Linked DNA regions of Mus musculus: regions 1 and 3 are each linked to region 2. A link is a contact called in public Hi-C and promoter capture Hi-C data. All regions are on one chromosome and are shown on one strand. The core of a region is the stretch at or near the end of the contact, and the rest is flanking DNA. Distances in the headings are between cores, read along the strand shown. Region 1 has its middle 100 kb from the start of Gm52145. Region 2 holds the start of Pck2 (phosphoenolpyruvate carboxykinase 2 (mitochondrial)). Region 3 holds the start of Tinf2 (Terf1 (TRF1)-interacting nuclear factor 2).

Region 1 (2,700 bases), core at 194-2,693, 200 kb after region 2:
AAACAACTCATGCCAAAGAATAATCCTAATGAAAAAATTTGAGCACTTGAAATTGAGTAATTATAGTGTCAAACCTGAAGGGAGAGGCTTCTCGGAGGGACACTTTATTAGTTCCAAGAATTATTGAAAAAAGAATAGCTGGAAAGGAAGTAGCGTAGGCATTCAGTTTTGAGAAATAAGAAACAGGACAGAGACAGGAATTCGAGGAAAATAGACAAAAGAGTAAATAAAGGTATGTCAAACAAGAAGCAAGCCCAAGGACAAACAACAAGCCAGACTCTGGCTCTCTGAAAAGTCACTGCTTGAGACTGGTGACTGCCTGTCAGAACCGATAAAGACAAAAGAGAAGAGAGGAAAAACCAGCACGGGAAGGCAAGGAAGCCAGCGACTGATGGATGCTGTGGATAAGGGAGGGATCACCAAAGAACGGTTTCATTCATTTATGCCAATACATTTACGTGTTAGGATGAAGTTTCTATAAAGACCAAGAGTCCTATACTTTGTTTTGTGAACTGGCAATGAAACGGGGCTCCTGTGTGCTGTGCACAAGCTGTACCATGGACTATACAGCTCCAGCCAACATGGCTTTTCTTTCTTTCTTTTTAACAAATGCTATCTGACAGTGAAAACACCAGGCCTATGATTCTTACAGAGCATTTGTGAGGGAAGGGCCAGCTAATCCCCGATCTTACTCAGACAGCTCAGGGATTAAGCCGGAAATACTTTGGACCTATTTCATGAGATTCACATAATTTTATTTCAAAAGCTGACAAGGACATGATAAACATAAATTTTAGGCTAATGTTCATGAATGTAGATACAAAACCCCTTTTTAAAAGCCACAAAACTAAACTGAGCAATGTATTAAAATGTGAGCTACAAGCAAATTCAGTTCACATGAAGAAATCAATCAGTTTAATTCACTATAAAACATAATAAATGACAAAGACATTATCTTAACGGCTGCAGATAAAAGGACAAACGTCATATCTCAACAGATACAATGCAGGATATCTTGTAATCAAACACAGAGACTCTGCAACTAAACAAATGAGTTTTTCTGTGGAGAAGGACGGAGACTATAAATAGCCTGCATCTGTTCATGTCGAGTGGCACTGCCAAACGAAAACAAAAGGCCTTCCTTCTCAAGTTTCTGTCGCATATAAGGAACTAGAGGCTTACATCAAAATATTTTTTAAAAAATAGCTGATTATAGATTCACGAAAATACCAACATTAAAAACAATGAGACCACAGTGTTCAATTCTTCATTTATTATGAATGATAGTGTTCACTGGTCAGCTGGCTCCCTTGCCAGGCACAAATCATCAGTTACAATTCTAAGGTTGTGTAGCAGTCTTGAATCAGGTCTTAGAAGTGTTCTGGTTTGCATGGAGAGTGGCTCCTACAGACTGCCTTCAGCTCGCAGACCCAGTGTGTGGTGCTGTCTGAAGGCTTTAGTGCCTGGCTGGTGGAAACGAGTCATGAAGGGTGGCCTTGGAAGATGATGCCAGTCCCTGATTCTGCCTGTTCTCTCAGCTCTCTGCTCTCCTAGCCATATGGGAAGTCCTCACCGCGAACTGCCGAGTCACCTTCCTCTGTGGTCTCTGTCAGGCACTGTATCATGATGACTGAAGGAAGATGCCAAGGTTAACACCTAGGGTGAGAGGTGAGGGCGGGCACAACTTTTAAGATAGGAAGGTCACCACTGCCCCCAAAGGAAACCGGTGTCGCTGCTCCATCTGAGTACATGCTACCGGTGTGCAGGCCAATCCCAGGATTAGCACCATCAAGAGATTAGGCTCACTGTCCACTTGTGACAGTTTGAAATGCAAACACGGTCCTATCTTTTTTTCTATTTGAGCTGAAGCTATTGCAGTGGCTGTGAAGGATGGAGGCAGAAGACTGCCTTTCTTTCCATGTTATTGTTATTTTTTAATATATTTGGAGAAAGCTCTCAAGAAATGTCTTTTTCTGTTTAGTACCAGCTCTCAGGAAGTGAAGGTGGAAGAATTACAGGTTAGAGGCTAGACCAGCGTTCTTAGTGGAATACTATCTCAGGACAAATACATCTGATTAATGTCTTAAAATATTTATAGTTATTAAACTGTGATTCGGGGTAACCCTTTAAAAGACAGCTAATGCTGCTCCTTGCTGGGTCATGGTGGCACATGCCTTTAATCCCAGCACTCCGGAGGCAGAGGCAGGCAGATTTCTGAGTTTGAGGCCAGCCTGGTCTACAGAGTGAGTTCCAGGACAGCCAGGGATACACAGAAAAACCCTGTCTCGAAAAACCAAAAAAAAAAAAAATATTTTTTTGGGGGGGGTCCTTTGGAACTGGAGTTATGGATGGCTGTGATCTGCCACGTGGATGCTAGGAACTGAACCAGGTCTCCTGCCAGGACGAGTGCTCTTCACCACTGAGCCATCTCTCCAGTCCTAGCTTCCGATACTTTTAATTTGATAACCTGTTCTCCCCCTCTCATTTTGTTCCTGTTTAGGTTGCTGTGTTTGTTTTAGGCTTACCAACTTTAGAACTGAAAGCCAAATCAGTTCTTGGAAGTCGTTAACACATTCTTTCCAATAAACACACAAGTATTTTGATCTGATTGCAATTTTTAGTATCTTATAGGATATCTTTGACATAAAGGATGTTGGCTGACAGGTGTTCAAAGGTTACACAGAGTGAAGCTGGGGCTGG
Region 2 (2,700 bases), core at 38-2,537:
TGTGGGAGTTTGGGCCTGGGTGGGGTGTTTTCCAGAAGACAAAAAAGGCAGCATACTTTGTGTGGCCCCAGGGGGTGGGGGCACAGCAAGGTAGGTCTCTTTGTGTGTTTTTCTGCACATGACAGTTTCCCTGAGAAATTAATTTTAAATGCATGATCCTGAAAGCTTTGATCCCCAGGTATTGGCTCCAGTTGTCTTATGGGAAGCACAGCTTCTCCCAGCCCCACCCCAATTCTCCTGCACGCCCCTGAGAGGGACCTTCTCTCTATCCTTCATAGACCACTCTCACATGGATTAACCAAGTAAACTGCGAAGAAGAGATAAGGAGTCAGTTTAGACTCTTTTACATCCTAGACCATGGAGAGAGGGGTATACGGAGAAGAGGCCCGGTTGTATGGGGGGTGGGGCAGGGGGAGCCAGCCAGGACAAGCCTGGGGTCCAGGACCTACTGGGGGAAGCCGGCCAAGTTAAAAAGGCAGTCTGCCCTCCTCCCATCTTGCTTGCTTCCTTCCTTCTCTCCCTCCCTGTCTCCCTCCCCCCCTAGTCCCCAGAGGCTTCACTGGGCTTCGTGCCAGGTTCCGTTCTGTTCTCAGGGAGGCTGCAAGTGATGTTTACCTTCTACCGTCTTTAGGGAGCTTTGAGCTCGGGTCCCCGGGGCCTCAAACCCTATGGCCTCAAGGCCTTAATGGTTACTCACACACTGAAAGCTGGACTAGGAGCCCTTGGTCTGAAAGAATTACATCTGCTAAGTAGAGCATTTGCAGAGATAGGGCTCAGGAAGGCAAAGGAGAAGGGGGAGGAGGTTGCGAGTGGCAGCTAGAACAGCACACAAGCCGCAGGGAGGGACAGAAGAGCACAGAGGCTGGCTAGGAAACCTGGCATGGCTGGGGATGGGAATGCGGAGGGGGGGGGGGATGCACCACCGTGAGACCCACACTGATTAATAGCCACCCTGCCAGTCTCTTCCTAGGATGGGAAACAAGCGGAGGAAGCCCGGAAGGTGGAGCGCGGAGTGGGCCCCGGGCTATGGGTCACTCACCGCAGGCCGGGGAGGTACATAGCAGCCATGGCACCTGGACTGGCGCTGCGGGATGGCCACAGGAACGAGCGCAGTCGGGGAGACAAGGAAGGCGGGGAAGGAAGGAGCATAGCAAAGCCAGAGGGAGTTGAGGTTGGGCGGGAGGCGCTTAAAAAGGAGGCGGGCAGTCCCCGGGGCGGAACCTAGCTGGTTCTCTCGCCCTTCTGTAGGCCGGCTCACTAGCCCGGGCTCAAGGCCCCGGGCTGGGTGAAGCCTCCGCCCCACAGTCATCACATCCTCAAGCCATTGGAGGCCGGAGTTCAATTTGGGATCCGCCCACTCGGCCAGCCACGCTGTAAGATACTGATGTAACTTTGAAGGCTGTTGCTCCTTAGAGAAAGCAACCAAGAGATGTCGAATGCAAAACAAGTTAAGAGTGAGGGATGAGACCAGGGCTGGGGAGCCCAGGATAACAAGATGCCTAAACCCTCAAGGTCTAGGTTTGCTTTTCCAGAGCACTCCTAGCCTCAGGCTTTTCTTTTCCAGGGTCCCAGATGCTAACTAAGCTCTCCTTAGTCCTCAAATAATAACAAAACCAAACTATTGTCCGTGCCCAGCTTCTTATCAAGGGAGTTTCCTCTAGCACCATGGAATTGGTGGGGTGTTTCAGGCTTACAGACATATCCTTGGTCCTCTAATGCCCTCCCCCACCTAATCCCAAAGAGAGTCCTTGTGTAATTTCTCAACATTTCATTCCAACTTGAGACCATTGGGTATTCAAATGCTGTACCAACCCAAACTCAACGCATCCATGATGCTCAGAATCCTCTTTCTGGTTGCAGCACTGTGACTTTCTTTGGAGAACCATCAGATCATGTGGGTCTGACCTTGCTTCTCTTAGGGCCAGTTTGTGTGGCCCACACCCTGGCCACAGCAATCAGGATGTTCAGAGACGGGGGCATGGGATCCCTGTCTGAGACCTTTTCTAACCTTTGGACATGAGCTCCTTTTTTTGCTGGATTGCTGAGTCTGTAGAGTCTAAGTTGGGTTCTGTTGGGTGTCAGCTTGATAATGCAAAGCACCAACCTGCCTGAGGCAGAGGCAGAGCAGTGAGACAAAGATCAATAGATGTCCCCTAACCACCCCAGTGGTCTTTATTAAGACTGTCTGAGGGCTTCTTTAAAAACCCCTTCTTCTTTTGGGGGTTAGGATGGAAACTGTGAGCAGAGATGCTCAGTGCTGTGGAGCCTGAGTTATGGCAGGGTCTCCCTAAACAGCCAAGGGCTCTCTTCCTCTCCTACTCTTGCTGGGGTAGGTGGTCCAGAGTTTCTTATTCTTTGGAGGCCATGTGGACCTTAGAGGACTGTGTGGACCTAAATGGTCCACTGCTCTGTTGCTGTAGCCAAATTATCTGTCATACCTGGATATGAGCTTGATAAAGTGGTTATTGAGAGCAATGCTAGTACCACTATCAAAGGTAGAATGGATGTTGCTGTTAAAGTCTCAAGAGGCAACTGGTCCCTATATCAGCCCAGGATGCTTCAATGCCTGCCTCATCATCATCTCCTCCTCCTCCTCCTCCTCCTCCTCCTCCTCCTCCTCCTTCTTTTTCTGAGACAGGGTTTCTCTGTGTAGCCCTGGCTGTCCTAGAACTCACTTTGTAGACCAGGCTGGCCTCAAAC
Region 3 (2,700 bases), core at 190-2,689, 140 kb before region 2:
CCAGCTGACTAATTCAATCTGGCTTCTCTGAATTGCTGTTTGACCTCAAACTAACTTTAGCAATCTTTTCTAATCTTCTGGCTCTTTCTCATGTTCTTACTTGTTCTGTCTTTACCTGTGCATGCCCCCCCCCCCTCTGTAACCTCCATCCCAGGAGACTTAAATCTTCACCTGCCCTCCATGGGCACTCCACACACATGGTTCACAGACATACATTCAGACAAAACACTGGTCCACATTAAATAAAAATAAAGTATCAAAAGAGTTAAATTAATACATGATAGCTTTAAAAAGGAAATTAATTTCTCAGCTTTAAAAACAATGTGTAACTAGATTGGACTTCTACCCAGAACCATGCAAGCAACAAGGGAGTAAAGTATTTACAGTACTGAAAACAAGGGGGAAAAAAAAAAACCCCATCTCACGCCGGGATTTAGAGGTGTGCACCAGCACACTCTGTGGGAAAATTCTTTAGAAAAAATGAAAGTGGGGCTGGAGAGATGGCTCAGCGGTTAAGAGCACCGACTGCTCTTCCAGAGGTCCTGAGTTCAATTTCCAGCAACCACATGGTAGCTCACAACCATCTGTAGTGGGGATCCAATGCCCTCTTCTGGTGTGTCTGAAGAGAGTAATGTGTACTCATACATAAAATAAATAAATCTTTAAAGAAAAAATGAAAGTGGTAAGGTCAGAAATGACAGAAAAAAATATGAAGAAAACCCACTTCAACATTAACATCCAGTGTAGTACTTTGGTACTGGGTCTGGAAAGGCTCTGAATACTGATCTGGAGAACCAAGGCAAAGTGTGAGCCATGAGTCTGGGAATGGAGGAAACCATTCAAATAATGGGCAGGTTTCATAAAATTCCTGCAAGGTGGGCAAGGCAGATAATTAATTTAAGCAACAAAGTAAAGCTGTACACAGTGTGCCCGGTTCTGTCCTTGGGGAGAGCAAGAAGAGTCAACCCACTAAAGGACTCCATCAAGTTAGTGCTCAAAAGAAACTTGGAAAAGGAAGCCCTTAAATATTATAAACTACACGAAACAGCAAAGATGTGGCACAGAAAAGCATAAAACGGCTGTCATCCTACTGTCCAGGAGAACCCTGACTAGCCCTAGGATATTTCAAACTATATTCGTTTAGGCACCGGCGAGTCAGGACAGGAGGGCGGAGTTACCACTCAGGCCTGTGTTTGGTTTTTTGAAACGAGCGAGCGCCCTCTTCTGTTTCGCGAGAGGAATGGCAGAATTTTTCCTGGGAGCGGCTGGCGGCCCGGGAAGGGCTTGGCAGACGCTGATTCAGACACCTAGGTTTACAGCTTGCAGGGGTGATGGAGAGTGACGCTAGGTCGTACGTCACTTTCACAGTGCAGGGGACCTCGTGACGTCACAGCTCCCTCCGCGGCCTCTTCCGGGGAGGGAAGCCGCGCGCCCAGGCGGAAGTGACGTACTCCTGCGTTTCCCTCAGTGGCGGCATTTTAAGTTTAGTGATCTGGACAGGTTGATACACTTAAGTCACCGCCTGAGAGGAGACTGCGGGGTTCCCGTGGCTCCGCGAAATGGGCCCAGCTGGTCCGCCGACCTTCCGGTGCAGATGAGAGAAGCGGGGCTCCGCCTACGGGAGCGTCCGGGAAGCCTGGGTTGAACGAAAGGAGGAAAGGGCGCCCGCGGGCCATGGCCCCACCTCCAGGGGTAGGTCCCGCGTCTCTGCGGTTTGCTGCCGCCGCCAGCTGGCTGGTAGTCCGCCGTCGCCGCGTAGAGCACTTCCCGAAAGTGGTGGAGTTTCTGCAGTCCTTGCGCGCTGCTGCCCCCGGCTTGGTTTGCTACCGGCACCATGAACGCCTGTGTATGAGCCTAAAGGCCAAGGTACTAGAGAGAAGGACGTCTGGTTGGGACTAAGATCGGCTGGAAAAGGGTAGGTGTTCTGAGCCCTGTACCGTGCAGGTGGTGGTGGAGCTGATCCTGCAGGCGCGACCCTGGGACCAGGTCCTGAATGCCCTGAAGCATCACTTCCCAGCAGAGTCCAGAACAGTAAGTACCACTGGACCCCGAAGCTGTGAGTGCTATCTTGGGCAGACCAAACTCAGGCCTGATGCAACCAAGTTGCCCCTGGGTCCTAGCGACACCTCCTCACCCAAATTTTCCTGTCTTCAATATCCTCAACAGACAAAAGAAGACAGGAAGCTTTTGGAGGCACGGGAAAATTTTTGCTTGCTTGTGAAGCACCTGTCAGAGGACCCGCCTTCGAGCCTGCAGGTGAGAATGGTTGGTTTGGAGGATGTTATGGGATTCCTGTTTTGTTTTGTTTTGTTTTCTAAAATTCATCTGACCTGCTTCACTTTCCCACATACAGGAACTAGAACAAGACTATGGGGAATCCTTTCTAGTTGCCATGGAAAAGCTGTTGTTTGAATACTTGTGTCAGCTAGAGAAAGCACTGCCTCCAGTCAGAGCACAAGAGGTTGTTGAGAAAGAAACACTTTAAGGGCGGAAGGCTGGGTGGCTTCCCCGAGAACTATGATCTTCCTATCTGTCGCCTTGCCCACAGCTTCAGGATGCTCTAAGTTGGAGTCAGCCGGGCTCGTTCATCACTTCTTCGGTTGCTTTGCACCAGTATGGTATGGACATGGGGTGGACATTTCCAGGTAAGAGGATCAGCGGAGATAACTAGCAATTTGGAGGTTAGTGTTTAGCTCTACC

What was found. A called contact is a pair of places that touch in the nucleus more often than the background predicts. Capture Hi-C pulls out chosen DNA fragments and counts their contacts.
Region 1: a Hi-C map of cerebellum shows a contact between it and region 2, with 2.4 times the contacts expected there. The contact joins the enhancer-like site here to the promoter of Pck2 in region 2. A contact is called at or near these places in 3 of 39 promoter capture datasets (frontonasal cranial neural crest, hippocampal neurons and stem cell-derived epiblast-like cells) and 1 of 484 Hi-C or Micro-C datasets (cerebellum).
Region 3: a contact with region 2 is called in a promoter capture Hi-C map of liver. The contact joins the promoter of Tinf2 here to the promoter of Pck2 in region 2. A contact is called at or near these places in 5 of 39 promoter capture datasets (the C10 cell line, erythroid cells, fetal liver and 1 more), 6 of 115 datasets of contacts at active chromatin or transcription factors (the 230-238 cell line, the SCID.adh cell line, embryonic stem cells and 1 more) and 3 of 9 other capture datasets (adipose tissue, liver and pancreatic islet).

The regions. Positions count from the first base shown.
Region 1 is chr14:55,337,069-55,339,768 of GRCm38.p6, reverse strand. No RefSeq gene overlaps it. Among named protein-coding and RNA genes, the nearest start is that of Gm52145, 100 kb to the left of the region's middle. Within about 2 kb of position 1,443, at least 52 of the 459 cell types and tissues checked have an H3K27ac peak or open chromatin away from gene starts, as enhancers often do. A contact at or near this core is called in cerebellum, where this site is marked.
Region 2 is chr14:55,538,853-55,541,552 of GRCm38.p6, reverse strand. Pck2 (phosphoenolpyruvate carboxykinase 2 (mitochondrial)) reads right to left here and starts at 1,287. Exons shown (of 10, transcript NM_028994.3): 1 at 1,040-1,287. The coding sequence starts at 1,068.
Region 3 is chr14:55,680,556-55,683,255 of GRCm38.p6, reverse strand. Tinf2 (Terf1 (TRF1)-interacting nuclear factor 2) reads left to right here and starts at 1,439. Exons shown (of 9, transcript NM_145705.3): 1 at 1,439-1,866; 2 at 1,945-2,031; 3 at 2,167-2,256; 4 at 2,354-2,461; 5 at 2,549-2,645. The coding sequence starts at 1,675. It also overlaps a transcript of Gmpr2 not described here.